Linked DNA regions of Mus musculus: region 1 is linked to region 2. The links are chromatin contacts, called in public promoter capture Hi-C maps. All regions are on one chromosome and are shown on one strand. The core of a region is the stretch at or near the end of the contact, and the rest is flanking DNA. Distances in the headings are between cores, read along the strand shown.

What was found. Promoter capture Hi-C pulls out the DNA fragments that hold promoters and counts their contacts.
Region 1: a contact with region 2 is called in a promoter capture Hi-C map of hippocampal neurons, with 5 times the contacts expected there. The contact joins the enhancer-like site here to the promoter of Zfp648 in region 2. A contact is called at or near these places in 2 of 39 promoter capture datasets (hippocampal neurons and stem cell-derived epiblast-like cells), 2 of 484 Hi-C or Micro-C datasets (myocytes and neural progenitor cells) and 2 of 115 datasets of contacts at active chromatin or transcription factors (astrocytes and embryonic stem cells).

What each region holds. Positions count from the first base shown.
Region 1 is chr1:155,003,862-155,008,479 of GRCm38.p6, reverse strand. No RefSeq gene overlaps it. Among named protein-coding and RNA genes, the nearest start is that of Gm51650, 7.3 kb to the right of the region's middle. Within about 2 kb of position 2,184, at least 40 of the 459 cell types and tissues checked have an H3K27ac peak or open chromatin away from gene starts, as enhancers often do. A contact at or near this core is called in hippocampal neurons, where this site is marked.
Region 2 is chr1:154,199,796-154,204,476 of GRCm38.p6, reverse strand. Zfp648 (zinc finger protein 648) reads right to left here and starts at 3,290. Exons shown (of 2, transcript NM_001204908.2): 1 at 3,049-3,290; 2 at 1-437. The coding sequence starts at 380. Gm30388 (a long non-coding RNA gene) reads left to right here. Exons shown (of 2, transcript XR_003948053.1): 1 at 1-484.

The DNA of each region.
Region 1 (4,618 bases), core at 935-3,434, 810 kb before region 2:
AGAGAGAGAGAGAGAGAAGGAAACACTGGGTCTGGCTTGAGTATTTGAAATCTCAAAGCCTACCCCAGTGGCCACGCCTACTACAAGGCCACAGCACCTAATAGGTCCACTTTCTATGGATCTATGGAGGCCATTTTCATTGAAACCATCACACAATTAATTAAACACTTCTGCTTAAGGATAAGATTTAGGGTTAGGGCTGCTTCTTACTTCTGCCCCATCCCTACTCCCTTAAGGCAATTTTTATTCTGTCTTGAGGCTTCAGGCCCTGGACTTGGAAGTGGGCTAGTTTTGCTCTCATGATCCATGGCTAGTATCTGGGGCTACCCTGAAGAGCAGAATGGAACACACAGGTAGATTTTACAAGGAACGCAGCTCTCTGGATGGATAGAGGTGTTCACAAGCTGTATACATGCTGGGCCACCAGGGGCATCACACGCAGTTCTGTGATCCCACTGAAGTGGGTCAGGCCTTTAGGCTTCTCCTTCCCAGTGCATTGGGAACTGTAATGTCCGTTCTAAAGAACTGGCTCCTGCTGAATGTGGTGGTGCATGCAGGGACAGGCAGACCTCTGAGTTCAAGGCTAGCCTGGTCTACAGAGGGAATTCCAGGACAGTCAGGGCTACACAGAGACCCTGTCTCAGAAAAAAAATGGCTCTCTTGTACATTTTATATATTAAAATTAAGAAAATTAAAATTTTCTCTTTGGAACTTTGAGTATTTGGATCTCAGTGGGTGGGTGGGCAATAACAAATGAACGATGTTGTGTGAGGAATGTGTCATAGTCAGGGCCTGGGGATGATGCTCTCTAAATGCACTGGTACTCGCTTGGACCCCACGGGCTTGCTACCCTGCTTTCCACTTCTTTTTGCGTATGTGAAGCAAGCTACTTATAAGAAGGAAGGGGTTATTTAAGCTCATGGTCTCTGAGGTGTAAGTCTACTGTCACTAGATGCCATCATTTTGGGCCTGTAGGGAGGCAGAACATGGTGTGTGTGTGTGTGTGTGTGTGTGTGTGTGTGTGTTGGGGAGTATGGTTGTATGGTTGAGCAAAACTATTTAATTCATGGCATCTGGAGAAAGGGGGAGGGAAGGAGAGAGGGAGAAAGAGAGGGGTGGAGATTATGACTGGATATGACTGTTGTCATGCCTTGCAAGGTATAACCCCCATGACCTCACTCCCTTCCGCTGGGTCCCACCTCCTAAGGACTTTTACCACCTCCTGGTCCTGTCCCTCACTGGCAATGAAGTTTTCAACTCATGCCTTCGGGGGACATTTAAGATTCATAAAATTGTAACCACATGGTTGCTAAGGTTATTATGAAGCAGAAAATTTGAATAATGATTGTTTTGTTCTCCAGCCCTTTGAGGCTTACATCCCTGCTGGGAAGGAAGCTGAGCAGATTTTCAGTTTTCTCTCCTCTACCCCGCCTCCTGCAGCCCCCCTCCCCGACTGCAGAATGGAACCCCAAGACTGACTGCACCATACACAATGAATCTTGGGTGCTTTTCCCCATGGGTGTAAGAGAGCCAGGGCTACATCATAGGAGAAGGAGCCACACACCCAGGCAAGATATTCTTCTAGGGAAGGGTACTTTGGAGTTAGGCGTGTCCAACCCATAGAGAGAAAAAGAGCCTGTACACGGCTCTGTACAGGGGTTTCCAAGCTTACTCGTTCCTGGAGTTTTCTTTTCCTACAGGCCGCCAGGGTGCGCCTGGTGCCTCCGGCCTCTGCGGCCGGTTCCTCATGTTGCCACTGGGTGGTGCTGTGTCCCGCGTGTACAATGCTGTTTCAGACCAAGTGGCTAACCTAGTCCTCAGCAAATCTGTGTGTTCTGGAAGCTACCGGGGCCATGGCTACCGGGGCTTACAGCCCAGAGCTGGAGTAGAGATGGTGTTCATGTAAGAGAGCAGCCTTAGAGAGAGGAGCCTTCATTCCATACAAAGTTCTGCAGGGTTTTCTGGGGAGGCCCTTGGTTTCTGACTTGGCTTTGCACCCAGGCTAAACAGAACCCGAGTTCTGGTGTTTTTAGGCGTTAGTTACCCACGTATTGGTGAATTCCAAGCTACCAGTGAGCAGAGATATACAGAGGAGACAGCGTGAGTCTCTCTAGCTAATGTGACCACGGAGATGAGTGGTTAATTCTCGCAACCTCGATTTCCTTTCCTACAAAATGGGCTAAGGCATTACTCGGAAAGTACCCGGAAAGTAAGAGGAAGTAACTTGATCTCACCTACCCCTTAAAATGGCTCTGCTTGTTCTAAAGATCTGGTTTCATGTCAGCTTTCCCAGTGAACTACAAAGTCTGTGAAAGCAGAGACTACACATCCCACGGCCATCTTTGTATTTCTAGTGTCTGGCACAGGGCCTGGCACATAGTATATGCTCAATAAACATGTCAACATCAAACTGAGAGCTATGTGAGCAGATCACGTGGTGGGGATTGCTTATGCATGATAACAGCTGTGCAGAGACCCTTCCCTTGGGTTTACATCTGGGCTCTTGGGCTCCTTCTGTGACTCTGGGTGAGCCATACATCTCTCCTCCTGAGCTTTCTCTGAACCATGGAGGGTTAACTTGTTGATTCTTGCATGGATCCTTCCAGAGATGAGGCATATTTCATCTTTTCAAAATGCTGTGGTCGTGGACTGTCGTATCCTGGGCTGGTTTTCAGAAGGAGTGGTGTGGTTGTGTTCCTTGGGCTACCCAAGTGCTGCTGCCCAGGCTTATGAACTTAAGTTTGTATCACTAGAGGCTGGTGGGGTAGGGGCTGAGACACGGGCATCAAGATCTCCTTGGCTCCTCCCCAACTTGTTCTAAGTCTTTAGAGCAGAATAGAGGACATGCCAAGGTTGCCACACCAAATGTAAAAGTGATGCCTACACATGGGAAAAGGAGTCTCTCTGGCTTTCTCCCGACAGAACATCAAATCCACCATGGTCCTGCCAACCCTAGCTCTGAGGCTGCCTCCCTGTGTGCTTCCAATAGCATAAGCCGTGCCCTCCCCCCAATCTCCTGTGTCCCCTGACACCTCAGCTGCTGCCAGCAACCCCCAGCTTGGCACTGCATGCTGCTGCCCACCAGTGGTGGCTTCCTTGTCTCCTGGCTTCCTTCTAGCTGCTTCTGTCTGCAGGGGGGTAGGGAGGGGTGTGTACGTCTGAAGTGTGGGGCTGGCCTCCCAGTGAGCAGGGGAGAGAGCTGCCTCAGGTTGTCTGATCACTGCAGGGGCTAAGCCCTTACCTCCTTCCACCACCCTAGCCCTCTCACCCCCCCCCCATCTGCTCACAGAGGATGTGGCTTCATTCTCCTTCTCTGGGAGTGGGTCTGGAGTATCATGCAGCTCCAAGTCCCAAGGCTTTCTCCTTCCAAGCAGCCCTTTGGGAAGGGTCTGTGTGAGGCATCTATCACCTTTCCATCTCCGGACACTGTGTCCATTCCAGTGCTTAGCTTGTCTTGCTGAGACCACCCTTCTTGCTGATTGACTGTGCCCACTCCTCTTCTGTTACCTCTGATTCTTTTTGCCAGTTCTTACCTGGGCTACTGCTATGACTTGCTAACAGGGGTCTGATTGCTCCCTTGACACCTTCTGCATTTGAGCATATTCTCTAATGTAAGTCTACTCAGGTCTCCCTCCTTTTCTCTGTCTCTATTCTTTCTCCTTCCTTCCTTCCTTCCTTCCTTCCTTCCTTCCTTCCTTCCTTCCTTCCTTCCTTCCTTCCTTCCTTCCTTCCTTCCTCTCTTCCTTTCTTTCTCCTTCTTTCTTTCCACCTTCCCTTTCTTTCACAAATGTGCCACATACTGTTCCAGACACCTGAAACAGGGCAGGAGATGAGTACAACCAAGACAGACACGGTCTCAAGTATCTGTGGGCCACACATACCTCACTGTCTCCAGGGGTTTCCAGGTAAGCCACATGGGTAAGCTACATATGCCCCAGTGAGACATTTGATGCATGTTGGCATCAGCTCCTGAACCTTCTCACACCTCCTGCCTCCTGCCTGGGAGCTTAGCTCTGGACTTGCTGACCACTTTTCATTCTTTACATTCTCCCAACAGCTTGGAATGCAACCCTTCCCACCCCATCCGTCAGCGTCATGGCCCCTGTGCAAGACATCCCATACTGGTGTCTCACAGGTGTGATGCTCCCTCAGCAAGGATGGAGTCCCAGGGGATCCATGTGCTGTGCAAACCTGAAGAAACTTCTCCTTTGCAGAGCAGAGCTCAGCGTCTCCAAATTTAACATCCCTAAGCACCGAAGGGCCCGAGGGTCATCCCTTCATGTCTTCTGTCCACACTGTAAGCAGGCTTTGGTTTCTCACCATTCTGTTACTGTACAGAAGGGTGACACCCTTATGAGATTCTCACTCTGTTGCACCCCTGGAGCTCACGAAGGGCACAGTCTGTCCTGTCAAAGAAGTGGTGAGTGTCCAGGTCAGCACGTGGGAGGCAGAGGCAGGTGGATCTCTGTGAGTTCAAGGCCAGCCTGATCTACAAATCAACTTCTGGGAGATCCGGGTCTACACAGAGAAACCCTGTCTTGGAAAAAAAGAAAAAAAGTTATGTGATGTCTCTACTACCTACTAGCTCCAGTTGAAAACAAAGAAAGTCATGTTGAAA
Region 2 (4,681 bases), core at 2,041-4,540:
CCTCCGTCACTGCCCACGGAGTCCCTAAGGGGCTGTATCTGAACTTTGTGTAATAAACTTCTGGAAGGGGCACCAAGAGCCTCCTGTAATTTGGGGGAGTCTCGAATCTGGGTGATCCTCGATGCCTTTTTCCCCCCGTTGCTGGTCTTCCCAGGCATCTCCCCAGGTTTCTGCGCCACACACCCAGCACTGAAGCACTCAGGCCAGTTCTCTTCCTCTTTGCAGGACTGAGTGTCAAACTGCGAGTCGGTGTTGTTCTGAGTTCCTGGGGAGCCACCCTTCCTACCATCCTCTTCTTCACTCTCCAAGCTCATTCTCAGCATCTGAGTGCTGCCAAGGGGCACCTTGGTCCACCTATCCTGGGAGTCCACCTGTGCCATGGTGCCTCTTCTATTGCCTGCTCCTCCCAGAAAGAGCCTTCGCTTGGCTCACAGCGCCTGCAGAAAGCGAGGGTGAGGGAGGGATGTTGGAGGAACAAACAACAGTGAGTGTGCTTAATCTCCTTCCTAGCCAGAGAATATACGGCTCTGTTTCCTACCGATATCCATGCCAGGTACATGGTTCATATTGTTGGGCATTGTGGGATGAAGGAGGCTCTGGCTCCTCTGAAACTGTCATAGCCAGCCATCTTCCCTTTGAAAATCTTGTTTGCTAGAAGCCCAGATAGAGAGAATGCTGTCAGAGATGATTGGAAGTAGAAGGATTTGCTGGGTGCCTGTGCCCCAAATGCTAGCAAAATAGAGGCTCTCTGGACTTGGGGAGCTTGATGAAACAGGCTTTAAGACACCTCAGACACTCACGGTGTCCGCCAGTTGGAAAACCAGGTTAGTTCCTGATGTCCCTGCCAACAGGACAGATGTGTTATCCTGTAACGGGCATCAGGGCTGTCTCCCAGGCATTGAGCTGTGTAGGCCACCTTTCCTGAAGGCAAAGAATGGTCCCCCAGAAAAATGGGGCGATGACACAAGACAGCAGACAGGTTTCCAAGCCTCCTGTCTGCTTACGCAAGGCCTTTAAGGTCTTTGCAATGAATAAAAAGGCCTTCTCCCATGGAAGGTGAACAGAGACAGGGAGAAAGGGATGGTCACCTGGAGTTTAGGTTTACACATGGGAATTCATATTCTATGTTCATCTTCAGCTGCAATGTTTAACCTTTCCCTAAGTTGGCCATATGAACCCCCGTGGCTTACATACCTACATGTTCCCCAAATTGACAAGCATGGACCTAACATTTGGACAGCAAGGCATGCAATATACAATATTAAGGATGGCAGCCAGATACTGGAAGTCCTGACTTTCCCGGCTTTCTGGGCACTTTCTCTGCTATTTCCCAGACACATCTTTACTTGTTCCTTCCAGAGACCTTCCAAATAGAGGCTGCTATTATTGTATCCCCTTTCATCTTACAGACAGGACCCTGAACTTTAACGAGGTCTATGACCAGGGCCACCCAGCTCACAGACACCAGCTCAGGCCCTTCTCTCCAATTCCATGGCTGTGTGTAGAACCTCAAGCGCTACTACCTCTTAGCTGTGGCCTCCAGAGCAAGGCCAGCCCTGGGGTTAGGCCTTGCCAAAAGCAGCCACACACAGCATCCTGGAGAGGGAGCGCTGCTGCTCTCTGCAAGCATCAAAGCCCCTTGTGTTTGCTGGGCCAAGAAGCCTTGGCTGTGCTGGCTCAGCACTGGACGCCTCCCTGTGCTCATTGACCCAGATTGCCCTCTGCAGGAGAAAGAGGCCAAGGCCCTCTGAGAGTTGGGATGCATGCTGCACAGACTGCTGCTCTGGGTGGCCAGGAATATTAGTCACCGAACAGTATCTGTCACCGAAGTCCCTCACTGACTGCACCACTTTCCACCCCCACCTCAGCAGGAATGACAGGAGACGTCTCGTACTCGGCATGTCCTGTACCTGTCCTCCCCCACTCCTACCTGCTTACTGCCTGGTGTGTGTGTGTGTGTGTGTGTGTGTGTGTGTGTGTGTGTGTGTGTGTGTGTGTGTGTGGAGTACAAGGAAGCTTCCCTTCTTATTTTGCGTACAGAAGCTGTGGATTAAGAGAAGACGTATTGTAGACCTACCTGTGTTCAGTATTTCATGTCCCTCTGTGTCCCGAAGCCCAGGGGTATTCCTTTTGATACACTGAGCTCATAAGATGTCAGAGTATGGCTGAGGTATGTTTGGACCAGAACACTAAGTCTGGAATATTTTCAGCATTTTGGAGCTTGGAGATCAACTATGTGCATGTGTGTATGTGTAACACACAGAAGAGACGCAGTGCTAGCAAACTCCAGATGATTAGCACACTGTGGCAGGTCTGGAGTGCCCTAGCTGGGGGACAGAGGGACGCTGGCTTTGTATGAAGTAGGTACCTGAGGTCTCATTCTCGCTCTGTGACAGCATACTGTGTATGCTCATCCCTCTTAGTCCACTCTGTGGAACATTCACCTTCTCTATTTGTCACCTATGTGTGCCCTGTTGTCCATAGCCTGTGTCTTATTCCTCGCCTCCACAGGGTATCAGGGTTCTGCTAGCTTACCTTTCTCTGGACTCTCAGGGCAGATTGCCTTTCCTGACAGAGAATCCCTTTTCTGGTAAGGCCCCATTCCCACTGAATACAGTCACCCTGCCTTCTCCCTTCCAGAGCAGTCGAAGACTTGTTCTTTCTCAGCCAGGAAGAAGGCTAAGAGGAGATCAGGGAGTCTGGGTACGGTTATCTGGCAAAGTCCACACAAATGTACCTTGTCAGGAAGAGGACCGCTGAAAAGGTGCCGGGTCTGGGACTTCTTCTCCTCTCCAGATGTACTGGTTCTGCAGCCTTGAACTTCATCCACACCCAGCAGCCAGCCGTGGCCCCGGTGCAGGCCCCAGTTCTCCCACTCTATACCCAGACATGCTTCAGAAGCCTGGCCTGGGGCTTGTTCCTGCTCCTGCGCCAGCTCCTGCTCCTTTCCCTGCCCCCCTGCCAGCTTCCTCCACCTCCCGCCACCTCCCCCCTCCTCCTCTGCTTAAGCCCTTGCCCTTTCTGGCTTCCACATACGCAGTTGCTTACCTGAAAAAACGCAGACGTGTGGAGCACCTTGTCCAGGCTTTTGTCTCACCTCTCAGCTACTGGAACCAGAAATTCCTGAGAGCAGAGACGATGTCTCCATGTCTCTGTTATCTCACCCTTTCTTTCCTGTCCAATGCAGCAGCTTCAGAGAGGGGCTCAGGAGGTGGGGCCAATGTATTACATTCAACCTTCTTGCCTACATCCACAGAGCAGCCTGAGACTGCCCTCTCTCTGCCTGAACTGAGCTGAAACTCAGGCTCCCTCGGTTCCCCGCCTTCCCTTCCTGCCACAGCTGGCTCTCCTCCCTTCCACTCCCTCCTCAGAGGCCTCTCAGTCCTCCTGCAGGTGGTCCTGGGCCTCCTGTCTGTCCTCACTCCTTCCTCTCACAGAGCAAGCCATTCTTCCTTCACTCCTGCCCTGCTGTGCTCGCGAACCTCCAATTTCATGTCATTTTCTGGGGGGAACATTTCAGGAAAAAGCCTCTAACAGCCCTTCCTCAATTTAACCCCCACTTCATCCCTAGTCTAGACTCTACCTCTCTCTAGGACCTGCCCTCTCCCCATCCTATGACCAGCCTTCTTCCTATTCTAGACTCTATCTTCTCCCTCCCTCTAGGAGCCACCTTACCCACACACACACACTCTAATGCCCACCTTCTCCCCTATCTAGTACCTACCTATACAGAGCTGTGGGTCCAGTGGGGTTAGGGAGTGTCTTCAAATTCTTTTATTGGCCCAATTATTGGCTCAAGAAATGCTCACAGCAGTTTAGCTGGTGTGGGAAGCACAGGTTAGTGGTACAGATGCCAAGACTGCTCTGACTCTCTCTCCATCTCCCAGCACTGATTACCATGTGGGCTATTGGGAACAGAGTAGTTGACCCAGGATAAAAGGCTCAGTAGTTCTGAATTATGAGCTCTCAAAACTAATATGCTAAAAAAAGAAAAAAAATCCAACCAAACACACAAAACCCCACATACCTAATATTCTTTTATTAGAGTGAGTGCTTAGGACATTAAAATAGTAATTTGGAATATGCTGCCTGCGATGTCACTATGTGGCCAAAATTAATGCTGGTAGACAGAAAGGTCCTAGTTCTGGGTTTGAATCTTACCACCCACTAGGTTGACCTTGGGCAAGCTATTAAATATCTGAGTCCCTTAGCTCCTCATCTCAAAAGTGAGGATTAGGATAGCATCACCATCATGGTGGGCTTGGGAAAAGACTAAGCTAATAATAACATGGCAAGAGGCCAACAATATGTCCGGAACATAGTACACATAGTACACAGAAAAAAATAGCTGGTAAATAATGTGTGGTGGAGCACACCTGTTCTTGCAGCCTCAGAGGATGAGACAAGTGGACCTCAAGTGAAGTTAACCTGCATTGCATTGTGTTCTAGACCGTTGTTGGAGGAAAGAGAAGAGAGAAGGTGGCATGAAGGAAGGCTGGTTAGCTGCCTTTTGTTACTATGCTGATGTTGCTGGTTTCCTGGATAATATGGCTGGCTCTGTTTCCCTTCTGGCCCTTGTTAGTGCTACAATTCTGACAGGAACATTGGCACCCAACAAAAGTTCTCTGGGTGTGATCTAGACACCGGATTACTCTCTGCTCCTTGGTGTTTTGCAGGCATG